Regions from separate parts of the Zea mays genome. Here region 2 is linked to region 1. Evidence: chromatin contacts called from public Hi-C data. All regions are on one chromosome and are shown on one strand. The core of a region is the stretch at or near the end of the contact, and the rest is flanking DNA. Distances in the headings are between cores, read along the strand shown. Region 1 has its middle 49 kb from the start of LOC103633575. Region 2 holds the start of LOC100277561.

Region 1 (2,851 bases), core at 204-2,703:
CTATGTGTTTGCTTTCATTCTTGATACTAGAGCTAAAATGAGAGGTTTTCATAAAACTCTTGAACGTTTATCTACTCTAACTAGTACAGATTACTCTAGGTTTCCTCAAGATGTGAGGAAAAAGTTAGCTAAACTCTTTCAGGTGTATGAGACAAATTTTGGTGATGTATGCTTACGTACACATCAACCATCAGCTACTAGTAATGAAGGTAAGAACAAAATGGCCTAGAATGACATATATGGTGATGACATTGCAGGTAGTAGTGTTCCATCTTCATCTACTACTGCTTGGGCAGATACATCTCAGTTTGAGCTGTCTTCATACCTTGACAATGATACTGTCAATCCGTTTGATGATAGTTTCAACATTCTCTCCTAGCGGCAAGACCATAAGCTAACTTACCCTATTCTGTCTATCCTTACTAAAGATGTGATGATTGTGCCTGCATCTACCATATCCTCGGAATCTAGTTTTAGTTTGGCTGGCAGGGTGATCGAGGAGCGACGACGACGACTTACAAGTGACATGGTGGAGGTCTTATCCTGCATCAAAGACGGGGAGTTAGCGGACTCCCACATGCAACATAATCTGGAATGGCAATATGTACTTGTTGTAATGGACTAATGAATTTATGAACATTAGAATTTAAGAGTTGGCTGCACTCTTTTTTCTTTCTTAGGGTTTTCTCACGAGGTATGAGTTTTTACCTATGAAGGTTTTTAATAATACAACATTGCACATAACAGCTCCAATATAATCTTTATATTCTTCTACTTGATGAATTGTCTGTTGGACCTATATACTTGTATCTGAATATGTATAGTAGTGTCTGAATCTGTCTAAATTTGAGTATTCTCATGTTTCTGTATTCGAGTCTGGCCTCACACTATACCACAGTGCCATGGTTAGTACACTACCGTGCCGTGTCTAGGCTGCACCCAAGTTGGCCATGCTGGCCTGGGCCGAGATGACCACCGTGCCGTGCCTGGATGGCCTTGTTCCGGCCGTGTCCAAATTGTGCCCGTGCCCGGTCGTGTTGGGCGGCACGTTTGACATGTATAGGTCCGTCAGACCATGACTGATTTTAGCGCTAAAAACACTGAAAACCCCACCGTTTCACACAAAAGAAAAGGTTGACCAGCGTTAACCGACCCAGCTACTGGAGCCAGTGTGTGTAGCCGTGTAGGGCAGCACAGGGCGGGCATCCATCAGCTCGCTGCCATTTCACTTTGCTATCTCAACGCAACGTCGACCGACGAAAGCTGGGATCGATGTAGTTGCCTAGTTGGTGGGTGACAAAGCTCCGAGTTACCATGCTCTTACACAGTGCATTCTTGGTTCGTCCAGTCCGCAGTGCGTTCGATCCGTCGCCATCGCTGGGTACAGATCCAAAGGATGGGTGGGTGTCCCATGGGATGGTAAAGGAATTCAACGCTCCAGACCGGTCCATGCGCGCCACAAAGACAACAGAGACCTTGCTCAGGTTGCTGGTCCGGCCACGAGGACCACCACCACCGATCGGCTGTGGCCTGTGGCAGACGCCAGCCGCCAGGCGGACAACCCCGGCCCCCCGCGAGCAAACAGCGCATGCATCACGGTCACGGCGTCCGTCGCCGCCTGGTCTTCGACCGGGCATGGCATGCCGCATCCGCATGCAACGCCAAACGGCTAGCAAAGCCCACCGCCTGACCGCCGGGCTGCTGCGCGCAGTTCTCATGCATGCATGCACACACGCACGCAGGGGCGCAGAGACGCAGAGTACCAGTGCGATTTGTCAGCGGCGGTGACTGTAGGTAGTGGAGTCGCCTGTGCGCAGGGGCGGATCTACGACCGGGGCTGCCTAGGCTGCAGCCCCGGTCGCGGCCCATACAAGCGACCAGAGAAAGGTGCAGTACACATATATACACGCATCGGTCTAGTTCAGTTTTGGTTAGTTGGTTCTTTTGCAGAAGAAGGGAAAGGAACAGCGACCCAAGAAAGGCTGCGTCTGCCGCTCCTCCTCCTACGGGCTACGGGCTAATGCAAGAGAATTAACAACAGGCTCGAGCTCCTCACCTGTCTGCTCATAGTTCTTGGGCTGGTTTCGATTGCCACCGTCAGCTACTGCCGGTGTCAGAGGTTGTGCCAGCGTTTCCATGATCTTTGGTAATTTCAAGTCTTCCATCTCGGTGAGCTCGTGAATTTATTTATGGGGTTGTTGGGACGTCGCAGGCCACGAATGCTGAGACTCCCGGCTTCACATTGAACGTCCAGCACTGACGACGACTGAACGAAGACGAGCTCGTGAAAAAGAAAGTGTCCTGAACATTGACGCTTAGGGATTGTAATGATCTGAAATGTTTAAATTATATCTTGCTTCTTGTGTTATACTAAACATTAATTATATTTTTTGTTTGGTTTAAAAAAAATTATAGTCTTAATTTAGTAGCCCCCGTCTTGAATCAATTCTGGATCCGCCACTGCCTGCGCGCGTGTCCCCGCGCCGGTCCAAAACGCCACCTCTTTGCGTCCGTCACTCAGCTCGTCCGGAGACACGGCGACGTTGCTGCTTTTGTTGTTTGTATACACGTACGGGATGAAGCCGGACACTCCCAGAGGTATAGATGAACAGGTCAGACCGCAAGAGAACTGCATTTAGGCCATGCTGACTTGCTGAGACATGATTACGTCAATACAGTATCTTTTGGGACGGCCTGATAAAGATAATCAGGTCAACTGAATGATAGGGAAACTGCCACGTTAGAGTGTAGCTTTGTCACGTCAACCGACTGTCAGTCAGTGCAAATAATACAACAACGCTCCCTTTCCTTCCTGTGAGTCTGTGATTACTGATCCTATGTGACACTCTTT
Region 2 (2,851 bases), core at 212-2,711, 82 kb before region 1:
TTTCACCACGCCCGCGCCGGCCAGGTAGACGTGGAACCCTGGCGCCATCATCATCTTCACGCTGGCCGGTTCCAGCGTCCCCGCCCGGCTGGCCGCGGCGTCCTCCATGAACCGCGGGTCGAAGCGCGCGCCTCGCTCGGCGCGCACAACGGGGAGCGGCGGGTGGACGGAGCGCGCCAGGAGGCGGACGCCCCACACGCCCTTGGCGGCGAGGAAGAAGGCCTGCAGCAGCGGCTCAGGCCACGGCCGCGCGCGCGCCCAGCCGAGCGAGGACACCACCTCGCTCATCTTGGCGTCGCAGAAGCGGCTGAGCCCCTCGCTGTAGTGCTTGGTGCCGTGGAGGAGGACCTCCTCCCACGTGAGCACCGCGACGGCGTGGTACGCCGCGAGGTTGGCCTGGCACCGGCCCGCGGGGTCCGTGGTGTGGGCGTCGGCGTCGGTGTCCAGCTCGAAGTCGGCGTGGAACGCGCGGTTGAGGAAGCTCTCGAGGCTCGGGCCGGGGCTGGAGGGGCTGCGGAGGTGGGCGGACAGCGCGCGCGCGAGGTTCCGCACGGCGGCGCGGGCGGTCGAGACGGCGCGGAGGAAGGAGTCGACGGGGAAGGCGGCCGCGGGGGTCGGGAGCACGCGCGCCTCGAGGCGCGCGAGCTTGTGCTCCAGCTCGGCGAGGGAGTGCTTCAGGCGCGTGGTCTCCTCCAGCGCCTCGTCCCGCGTGCGCGTGGCCGCGGCGAGCCTGCGGGAGAGGTCGGCCGCGGCGAGGCGCCACTGCTCGCCGTCCCCCGCGTCGGCGCCTGCCGAGGCCGGCGTGGCCGACGGCGACGAGCGCGGGGTGGAGCGGCGGGTGAGGGAGACGAACAGCGAGCGGATGACGGCGCCGGGCGACGCCGGCGCGAGGGCGCGCTGCTTGAAGCGGCAGTCGGAGAAGGACACCGCCGCGACGTACGCCGCCGGTCCGGCGGCGTCCTTGGCCCCGCGGGGTGTTGTCTTGTTGCTGGCGCCGCCGTGACCGTGGTGGAGCGGTGTTGGGACGTGCGCGTACTTCTTGTCGGCCTTCTCCGGCGCCGCCTTGGTGCCGCCTCGCTGCTGCTTCGGCTCGGAGGCCTGACGGCGCACCATTGTGCAGTGAACGACTCGTATACTCAGCCACGGCAGAACCGCGGTAACAGAGGAGAGGAGGCAGGAGGAAGGAGGGAGGGAGGCACACTTACACCGGTGGGCAAGGGAGGGGAAGGAGACGAGACCATGGCCACCGCGAAGCGAGTGGAACGCTACCTCCTGCGTGATACGTACAGCTCTGCGATGCTCCTCTTTTGATTGGGATCTGACTGACGGGAGGTAGTGGTAGTGGAGCGGGCGCCCGTCCCCGTGTGCCTTGTGGTGGTGGCCGGTGGGCGGTGGCGACGTCGCGATAGCGCTGCGGCCTATGGGGCGCTTGCAGTTGCAGTGCTCCCTCGTCCGCGTTTGACGTCGTTTTTTTGGGGGGTTCGGCTTCACGGGGTCGAGATGAGGGGATGGACCGCGGCGCGGTGCTTGAATGCCGCTCAGGTCGGGTCGTTGGTGCGTGGTTAATGCCCTGCTCCAGCCTTCCTCTCCTCTCCTCTTCCTCCTCCTGAACGGAGGAATCTTGTTTAGCATCTCAAAGTACTGTCTCCATGTAGAGCCAGAGTAATCTGGATCTCCAATTCTCCTGCGTTCCTGGAGGGCATCAGCAGAAGCAAACGAAGAACGCTATTGCTGCTGCGTCCGCTTCCTGCTCCCCCGTACCGTCTGTCGAGACACGAGTACTCGAAGCACATAGTACGTGCTACAGGAGCATATGCTGCTACGTACTCCCTTTACGGATCATGATCGTGTCTATGTCGTCTATCATGCGAGATGTAGTACGTGGATCGGTGAGTAACGAAACGAAGCGCAAGAGAAGAAAAGCCAAGCGCCAACACTTGCCAACAGGAGTCCGGGTCCGGATCCGGAGCTCGATCTGGACCTCGCTCGAATGAATTCGGAGCGGAGCGGGGGGGTGGGGAGGAGACACGATCCGTAGTCCGAGCGGCGAAGTGAATGCCACCCCCTCAGTCCCACGGCCGTGCTGGCGACGGCGATGCTGGGTGCGAATAGCTGGCTCGCGCAGGCTGATTTGCACCCTCTGACGACAATGAGATTCCACCCAAGTCAAAGCGCACAGTTCACACTTCGATGTCAGTTTTACATGGGGCAAGTATCTTTGGGTTTTGTATTCGATGGACCTAGACGTAGACATAAAACTCATCCGCAGCTGTAGAAGGATAAATAGTAAAAATAATAATTCACACTCGAGTATCAGCGGTAATAAGTTTGTGTGCCAGTATCAGTTTCTAGTGTGTTATCTGATTATTGGTGTACTTAAATAAATATGGTTTAACATTATCAGTTATCCATCACGTTAAAAATATGTGACTCAAACAACACCTAAATTTATGACAAACCTACATTTAATGTCAAACTATAATGCTAATATTATTTATGAATGGCCAAATAAAATGATCATGCGAGCTACTAATTTGTTACATTAGGTCTTGTAAAAGTTGTTTTATGCTATTTGTACGAGGACAAAATACTAAAATTATGTATAAATGGGTGTTCGAACCAGAGTTATTGGCTCTAACCTACATTCACATCCACCTAGCCAATAAAACACACATATTTATATTTTATATTATATACACCCTGTAGCAATATACGAATATTTTGCTAGTTTAACTATAATTTTATTGTTTATTCTCACTTAAATATAGCCAATGAGTAGTAGTCACTACTACAGGGATCCTCTGTACAGGCGGTCCGGTTAGCCTCTACACAGGCGGTTCCAGAAACCGCT

Evidence for each region. A called contact is a pair of places that touch in the nucleus more often than the background predicts.
Region 2: a Hi-C map of leaf shows a contact between it and region 1, with 5 times the contacts expected there. The contact joins the promoter of LOC100277561 here to the enhancer-like site in region 1. A contact is called at or near these places in 3 of 25 Hi-C or Micro-C datasets (ear, leaf and tassel).

What each region holds. Positions count from the first base shown.
Region 1 is chr1:34,083,038-34,085,888 of Zm-B73-REFERENCE-NAM-5.0, reverse strand. No RefSeq gene overlaps it. Among protein-coding and RNA genes, the nearest start is that of LOC103633575, 49 kb to the left of the region's middle. Within about 2 kb of position 1,453, at least 18 of the 20 cell types and tissues checked have an H3K27ac peak or open chromatin away from gene starts, as enhancers often do. A contact at or near this core is called in ear, leaf and tassel, where this site is marked.
Region 2 is chr1:34,164,580-34,167,430 of Zm-B73-REFERENCE-NAM-5.0, reverse strand. LOC100277561 reads right to left here and starts at 1,461. Exons shown (of 2, transcript NM_001367859.1): 1 at 1,206-1,461; 2 at 1-1,098. The coding sequence starts at 1,241.